3 separate regions of the Zea mays genome follow, and regions 1 and 3 are each linked to region 2. A link is a contact called in public Hi-C data. All regions are on one chromosome and are shown on one strand. Each heading gives the region's core, a stretch centred on a gene start, on an enhancer-like site or on the middle of the called end of the contact. The rest is flanking DNA. Distances are from core to core; before and after follow the strand shown. Region 1 holds the start of LOC100283643 (ferredoxin-3). Region 2 holds the start of LOC100276735. Region 3 holds the start of LOC100383516 (putative protein kinase superfamily protein).

Region 1 (2,700 bases), core at 153-2,652, 210 kb after region 2:
CTATGCATAATGTTTCTCGTGCTAGAATTGCTCATATGCTTCATGTTAAGACTAACAATGCATCAAATGGTCCGTATATGTCATATCACACTTTTGATGCATCTTATGTGCTTTCATGCAAATATGGCAAGGTTGATGCCAAATATGTCGGTCCCCGGCACAAGAACACCAAATCTTGTGTTTGGGTCCCAAAGATGCTGGTTACTAATGTAAGAGGACCTAAACCAATTTGGGTACCTAAGAACTAGGCCTAAACTTATTTTTGTAGGTTTATGCATCCGAAGGGACAAGTTAGGTAATTGATAGTGAACACACAAACCACATAACGGTAGAAATGAATGTTCACATCCTATGAAAAAGAACAATGATTCTCAAGATTCAATCACATTCGGTGATGGAAGATAAGGAAATATAATGGGTCTAAGTAAAATCGCTATCACCACCGAGCATTCTATTTGCAATGTTTTCTTAGTGGATTCACTTGACTATAATTTGTTTTCTCGTCATATCTCACAAAGCATTAAAGCAATGTCACAAATATAAGTGACATGACAAGCACTTTGCACACATACATATAGTAAAAAAGCCACAACTCAGTACCTCACAGAACAAAACAATCTAATTGAAAATGCATAAAAAATCATTGCACTTACATTCTTATCTACTCCTACTACTCGATAACCAACATAATTAGTGTTCTCTTGATCATTTTTAAGTTCTCAGCAAAACTATATATAGAGAGTGATAATTGATAAGAAACTATAAATAAGAACCATAAAATTTTAAACGACTCTAAACTATGTACCATTATATAGATTTTGATTTTAGAAAAATAATTTATTAGTTTATATTTTTTCCTAAGTTAAGATAAACTTATTATGAATTTATAAAATTAAATTTAGATTTAATCATTTTCTAGAAAAATACCGAATTTGTTGTTGATATCTAAACCTTTCTCGTTCCAATATTTTTCTATCGATTTCACTTTTCCTTTTTTATAACCGTTTTTGTTTCCGTTTAGTTTTAATTTTCGGTAAAATTTTATAGACGGGTGTCACCGTGTCAGTAACCAAAACTTACTGTTGTTTTCGGTTTCACCATGCAATGGTCCTGGTCCTGGACTGCCAGCCAGGCCACAGGCAACCCCCATCCGGACGCGGACTAGCCTACCTTTTGTCCGCCTCCGCCCCCATGACAGGATGGTGTTGGCAGAGGCAGAGCCCGCCGCGTGGGTCCATCACGAGCGGACCAGACGAGGGAAGCGCCGTCCAGAGCACGCCGCGGCAGCCGGCAGGCAGGTATGGCGATTGGCGTGGGCGGTGGGCCTCGGGTGCCATGCGCCGCTACGGTTAAAAGCCGAGAGAGCCAGCTGCCAGCCTCCGCGCTTCAGCAGCAGCGGCTTCCACTGTAGTCCCAAGCCGGCGTGACCATTCCAAATCTTCCGCACCCATCTCTCGCCGCCTCGCCTGCACCGGAGACTGGCCCTAGTGCCCGCGCGCCTGCGAGGTAAGCTTGCTCTGCTCTGCTCGCATCATCCGTCTCTTATATCCGATAATGCACGACCTGCCAAGGTTTCCGGGTGAAACCGCCTCGCCGGATTTCTGGCCTACTATGCTTCTCGTGTCACTTTCCCAGGGCTTCAGCAGTGCAGCGACTCGCTAGCTAGCCCTTTGCATCTTTCAGTCAGTGATGGAGAATAGCCTCAAGTGCCGTAGGTTTCGTGTTTCTGAAATCTGATTGCGGATGCGTAGTTTTCTTCTCGCCTCATTGAAATTTTAGTATGCGGTCAAATGTTTAGTAGTAATCTTTAAATGCGGCGGCGCATCCTCCACTGCCCTCAGGCGTCAGCGGTGGATACTAGCAACGTAGTTGTCAGTCGTCCTGAACCGAGGAGAAAATGGTCAGTTTCGATGTGTTTGTCATCTCATCTGAATGCTTTTCTATGGCGTGTTTGGTCTTGTCAATCAACCCATCTTATTCTAGATGAGGTGACGCATTATGAGTCTATCCCTCAACTTTAATTGGGTGGTATGACTTGATTCCAAACACCCTAATGTTCCGTGTTTTTCCGAAGTAGCCTGAGTCATTAGGATAGGGTCATGGGAATTCCAGTTGGGATGACAGATCCACATAGAGACTTTCCTGTAGAAGTGGAAAAGCTTATTCACTACTATGGTCCTGAAATCATGATATGTGTCATGAACCTCTAGTAAATGTTGTTGGTTGGAACTTGGTTTCTTTTCTTGATCAGGTGATTGGCTGTGATACCACTACTTGTACTTTAAGGTAGTGTTTGGTTGAGGAGCCAAGTAGAACGGAGTCGTTCCATCCCTGATTCTAGGAATGGAGCCGCTCTGTTATGTGTTTGGTAATCTGGAATGGAACGGTTCTGTTTTTTGTTTGGTTGCAGAGTGAACGGAACGGAGCGTGACTGTGAGAGCGGGATTGGAACGGAGCGGCTCCGTCCCATTGATTTTTTGGAGCGGAATGGTTCCGGATCTGAGGAGAATATTCTCTAATTGGAGTCATTCCGTTCTAGTTACTTTGTAACCAAACAACAACAAAATTGGGATAGAACGGTTCCGTTCTACTTGGCTCTTCAACCAAACACTACCTAAGGAAGTGCAGCACACAGATCAAGGTTATTGATGCAAACAAAAAAACTGATATGCAAATGCAATCATGTCCTGCTTCATAGCC
Region 2 (2,737 bases), core at 17-2,516:
TTGTGTAGATTGTCTAACATCACTGGCTCCTTTTGTTTTCTCAATCACATTCTCTACGGGCTACGGCTACGCTAGCGCCACTAGTGTGCCGCCACATGGATTTGCTTTAGGGACTGCTGCTCGCAGTAAGCCAGGAGGTGCATCGCAGAGGCAAGAGGTGAAACCAAGCCAAAACAAAAAGGAAAAAGGGGTAAAGAAGCACGACGAGCAAGGCAGATACGAGATTGGCAGGCGTGCAGTAAAAAAAAAAACAAACAAACAGGGGAGGTAGAAAAAAAAGGGCCTTCCTTCAATCGTGAGGCATTCAATTGCCGGGAGAGGAGACCATGATCGCCCGACGGTGGTGTAGACGCGGGTGGCGCAGTAAAGCGACGGTAATCATCACCACCCCCTGCATTGTAAAAAGAGATATAGAAATAGAGAGAGAGAGAGAGAGGAGAGACTGTAAAAATAAAGAGAGAGTGAAGAAGAAGAAAAAAGGGGTGAAGAGGTGTGGCGCGTGATGATGAGCGAGGGAGGACCCGGAGCCGAGCCATCATTACGAATCTTGGGCCGGCTGAGGCCCATCATCATCATCATTTGAAGCCCCCCTAGCCGTACCCAGCTCGACCTCTTTCTCACTAACCATTCTGGCTCGGCCGGCCACCAGTGTCAAACCACTTGATAAAAAGTTGTCGACTAGCTAGACTACCTCCCCCCGCTCTAGAAAGTGGACGTGTGTGTGTGCGTGCGGTGGAAGGATGGAGTACAGTCGCCGGCGAGAAGCAGCGCACGTCGGGGGCCTCTCGAGATCTTGATGGCTTGAATTTCACAAGGAACGGGACAACAATTCCGGCATACTTTCAGCGTGCGGTGGCGCGCACAAGGAGAGGAGGAGGAAGAAGAAGTGTAGACGCGCGCGGCTGGGGCAGCCAGCAGCAGCGTCACGTGAGGGCAGGCCAGGCAGCCCACCTTGGCACACCCAGGCCTCATGATTAGCCACCATTTACGCCGCCCTGCCCTGCCCTGCCCTGCCCCCCCTCCTTATACGACCAAGCATCATAGCATCCCCTCTGTCCCTCTGGCTCAAGTTCAAAGGGGGTCATGAGGAGTGGCAGACTAGCGTCCCCGTCCCCCCCACCTTCTCGTACGTGCGGCGCGCCATGCCATTGCCGAGCGGGTCCGCAACCGCCCCCGCGCGTCGCCGCCGAGGCGAGGGAGATCGATCGCGGTCGCGCCTATAAATAAGCCCCACCACGCAGCACGCACCCAAGAAAAAAGCAGAGCAGTGGACTTGGCCAAGAAAAAAGCAGAGCAGTGGACTTGGCCATCGATCCTCCCAGCTGCCTGCCCCCACCAGCAATCTCCGCTGCCGGCCCCCCTTCTCCTTCTGCTAGTCGAGTGACCGACCGCGGCTTCCAACGGCGGAGGTGATCCTCTCGGTCTCGTCGCTTTTTTTCCATGGTGATGCATGCATGCGCTCAATTGGTTCCTGCATGCATGCACAATCATGGCTCCATCCATGCGTGTACATGTACATGTAGAACGCCTAGTGCTTCCCCTCCCCCTTTTTGTTCGTTTCTGCTTTACACAATCTGCTGCCCCCCAATGCCTTCGATATATTTTGAATATATATATGCCTTGGCAAGTGGCAACCAACCTTTTTATTTATTTATTTATTTATTTATTCAATAGAAGTTTCAGTATATATATCTACTGCTGCTCTGCTAGCATGCAATGCACCCTGTTCCATTTTGCATGGCCTTAACGATTTGGTCTGATGATACTCTGGAACATGGGCAGGCAAAGGCAAAGGCAAAGCGCGAGCGAGCATGGACAGACTGAACGCGAAGCTGTACCTGCAGAACTGCTTCATCATGAAGGAGAACGAGCGGCTGCGCAAGAAGGCGCTGCTGCTCAACCAGGAGAACCAGGCCCTGCTCACCGAGCTCAAGCAGCGGCGCATCGCCAAAACCAAAACGGCGGCGCCGCCCAACCACAGCGCCAACGGGAATGCGGCGGCGGCAGCAGGCCACCGCGCGCCGATCCCGGACCTCAATGCCGCCGCTCCGGGCCCGCGTGCAGCCGGCCACGAGAAGGCGGCGGCGGCGGCGTCGCCCAACAAGCCGAAGAAGGCGGTCGCCAACTGACGCGCGGCTTCATTAGTTAGTCAAAAGCTGCCTTGTAGTTATCTTTACCGGTTTGCCGCCAATTCTGGACGCATGTCAAGTCAAGAACGCCGCCTGCTTAGTTGTTTTAGCTAATGCATACTGGAGTTGCATTGCATGCCTAATGTAATGATCGAGACATATGCTGCTCTGCTCCCTTCTGGAGGGATATAGCTAGATCAGCTAGTGTGGTATATATACGTAGTTGGGTGTGTCTGCTGTATGACAGGCAGTGGTGCTTAAGGAGTGAGCTTCTTCTTCCCTGGGATCTTTAGGACAAGTAGAGCTTTCTGCTGCATGCTCCATGAGGATGTGCCAATCTAAAGCATGCATGGTGCTACCGTCTTTTTGCATGAAAAACTCGAGTACAGCGTAGGGTGGTGTCTAATAAGTGCAGTGCAAAAATATCAAATTGCTCAGCCACAAAGGAATGGAACTGACAATCATCAGGCCTGACAATTCAGAAGGCTAAGTGTTCACTTGAAATAGCCTCTTAGACTTGTACAAGTGGCATTCAGGCTCCATGAGACTACGTGACAATGCAGTAGTTTATAGGGACAGAATCACGGAACACTAAGTTTAGTCTAGTC
Region 3 (2,981 bases), core at 332-2,831, 160 kb before region 2:
ACATCTTCAACCGCCTCTGATGACTTGTTACTGATCACATCTTGGATTCTGGTTTTGCGAACCTTGACTGCGGTAGGAGATGCTGATCTCAAATTCTTCTTGGCTGAGCTCTTACTCTGCCCCTTGCTGATTTCATTTGCCTTACCAATCGAACTTCCTGCCAGTTTCTCAGGCAGCATATAAACGTTGCCCACCTTACTCTTGTCATCTTGCTCCCCGTTGGCTTGAACTGCAACAGAGCCATATAGCTTCTTGGTCGCCCCAGAATCAGAAGGGGTGGACGCCCCTGTCGGTTTTGACAGCCTCTTCATGGCTGCCATTTCCGACGCCTGGGAGATGCACATCTTCCTAAGGGCCTGCTTCAGGCTCACGGACTCCACAATCTCTGAGCCCGACACCGGCGACTTCCCGAGCCCAATAAGCCATCTATCGGTGCTCCTCTGCCCAGAAGCCCTCGCCGACGTGCGCACGTTGACCGACCTGATGAGCTGGTCAAGGTCATCCTCCAGCGAGCACGACCGCGCCCCATCCTCCTGCCCCACGGGCTTGACCCTCACTCTCAGATGCGCAGCAGGACGAGCAGCTTTCGGGTCGTCCGCCAGCTCGACTATCTCCGCGCACCCGGAAGAACCCATCCCCTTGGAGCCTTCCTGTTCCACCAGCTGCACCTTCATCTGGACGGGAGGCCGGCCGTAGAACGGCTGCCGCATTTCAAGGCACCAGCACCGGCAGTCAGTCGCGTGCACTTGGGCCAACAGAGAAGCCGCTGTCCTGGGTCGAGAGCCGCCGGCATCACGGAGCCCTGCGCAAGATCGAAACATGAAATGTGAATCAGGTAACGATGGAGAGAGAGAGAGAGACAAAACAGACGGAACTAGCACAAATGGTAGGAAAAAGCCGTTTAAAAACTCTCTAGGCCCGTAGATCTTGGTGGTGCCCAACGTCCGGCCGTTTCTCTCTTATTACCTTACCCGCTCGAAAGCTAAGATTTTTTTGCATTTTTTGTTTGTAATAAAATAAAATGGGAAATGAAGGGAGATAGCAAATGGAGCAACAGAGATGCGGTAGGTAGGTGAGGCAGGGCGGCGGTTCCGCTTCTTTTCCTAGCAAAGACGATGCAAGATCCGTTAACCCCCTCCTGGGCGTTGAGGGAGAAGACGACGCAAGCAGCCGGGGTAAACGCCCCCCCCCCCCCCCCCCCCCCCCCCCCCGACCGAAAACCTGCGGATACGCTTACGCGACTTGGACAAAGACAGCAACCCGAACCAAACCCAAGAACAGAAAGGTGGCCTGCAAGAGGTGGAGCTGGCGGGCTGAGCGGAGGATCTTACCGGACGGCGGCGGCAGCGGGGAGCTGGTGCGGCCCGCGTTCGGTCGTCGTCGGCGGCGGCGGCGGCGCGCGCTGCTCCCACCTGGAGAATCTGGGTGCGGCGGGCGAGGATTTGCGGGAGTTTTAGGCCGAAACGGCGGCGAGACTGGGGAAGTGGAGTTGAAGCTTCAAGTGGGGCGAAAGCGGCAGCGCTCTGCAGCAATGAGCGGCGCGCATCACGAGGAGCAGATGATGGCTGCCTCTCCTTGGGCCCCTTCGACCCTGTGCCCTACTCCCTCTCTCTCTCTCTCCTTCATATGTAGTCTGTCTCCGTGGGACGCGCACCTCGCAAATAGATGAAGCCCTCGCCCCTCGCCCCTCGGGGCAGTCGGCACCACCCTAGGATTTACGGCTCTTTCTTTATTGCAGGCATTTATTAACACTACCTGTAGCCTGTAGTACTAGTAGAGGCGCGCAGCGTGCTGGCTACCGTGGCCGTGCTTCGCCCCCTTTTTCCTCGTGTCCCGCAACGGCCGCACTCCCTCCCTTGTCGGTGTGCTGAAGTAAAGCAAAGAGCCATGGAAGGACTGGAGCGAAGGGGAAAAGAGACATGCGGCGGAACGGACGTGAAGTTGCCCATCGTTAAAAACTGGACGTGGCATCCGCATCTGCTTTACCTTTTCCTTTTCCCGTTGTGGAGCTGTGACAACTACTAGCCGAGAGGAGCCTGCTTTTCCTTTTGGTCGCGTTGCCGTCCCCTGCTGGAAATTCAAACCTACTACCTACATACAATGCCGTGGTGGTTGTCATAGCGTTTGTCTGTCTAGAGAGCATGCGTACTACTAGAATTGTATATTATATAGAACGAAGACGAAGAAGGGGAAAAAACCGGGCATCTCAACGCTGCCGATTAGATCTGCGCGTTGCGTGGCCCGTCGCGTCGCGCCGTCAGCAGTGTCAAATGCTTACTTACTACGGACTAACCACTGTGCCAGTAGGTAAGCAGCTCGTAGCAACTTTTTGCGCAATTTGTTTTTTTAATAAAAAAAAAATAAATCGACCTGTCTTGCTGCAGCGGTGACGCTTGCAAGTGAGCTCTCGTGAAGCCCCGTGACGACAGCCGCAGCAGCGGTGGCTTGGACCTGGATAGCTTTGGCGCCGGCGACGCACCTGACCTGGCTCCTCGCCCGGGCGCCTCGCAGCATTACGTTCACTCACTCACAGAGTCACAGGCGCCTCGTGTGCGTCTTTGCTCGCGCCGCACCCCACCACCACCGCGCCCACCGCACGATCGTCCCTGCCGCGCGAGCGCATAATCATCTATCTGTTCGTCCGAGCACCGCCGCCGACGCAAATGCGATTGTGCGACGGGCGCCCGCGGCAGGCGGCGCGACGGACGGGGTGGGCCTGCCCTGCCCTGCCCTGTGGCGCGGTGGGGGCATTTCCGTGACTGAAGGCTAGGCGCACCACGTGGGAATCTCGCACGTAGCCCTTGGGAACGCCGAACGCCCGTCATCGCGGAACGGAGTACGGCTACGGCTGTTCGGAGCAGCAGGCATGTAAGCGTCCTAATTTTTTTTTGTATTTTAGCCCTTAAACAGAAGTAAAATCACGTTTAGACCTAAAAAAATTTTAAATGCAGTTTTGGACCCTTAGCTCGGCGACATAGCCT

The links. Hi-C and Micro-C count contacts between places; a contact is called where the count stands out from the background.
Region 1: a contact with region 2 is called in a Hi-C map of ear, with 2.9 times the contacts expected there. The contact joins the promoter of LOC100283643 here to the promoter of LOC100276735 in region 2. A contact is called at or near these places in 2 of 25 Hi-C or Micro-C datasets (ear and tassel).
Region 3: a contact with region 2 is called in a Hi-C map of ear, with 4 times the contacts expected there. The contact joins the promoter of LOC100383516 here to the promoter of LOC100276735 in region 2. A contact is called at or near these places in 6 of 25 Hi-C or Micro-C datasets (bundle sheath, ear, leaf and 1 more).

What each region holds. Positions count from the first base shown.
Region 1 is chr10:116,701,749-116,704,448 of Zm-B73-REFERENCE-NAM-5.0, forward strand. LOC100283643 (ferredoxin-3) reads left to right here and starts at 1,403. Exons shown (of 2, transcript NM_001156544.2): 1 at 1,403-1,506.
Region 2 is chr10:116,487,430-116,490,166 of Zm-B73-REFERENCE-NAM-5.0, forward strand. LOC100276735 reads left to right here and starts at 1,267. Exons shown (of 2, transcript NM_001150452.2): 1 at 1,267-1,409; 2 at 1,783-2,387. The coding sequence starts at 1,812. The coding sequence ends at 2,129.
Region 3 is chr10:116,330,711-116,333,691 of Zm-B73-REFERENCE-NAM-5.0, forward strand. It overlaps LOC100383516 (putative protein kinase superfamily protein), which reads right to left and starts at 1,582. Exons shown (of 3, transcript NM_001176164.1): 1 at 1,332-1,582; 2 at 1-802. The coding sequence starts at 710.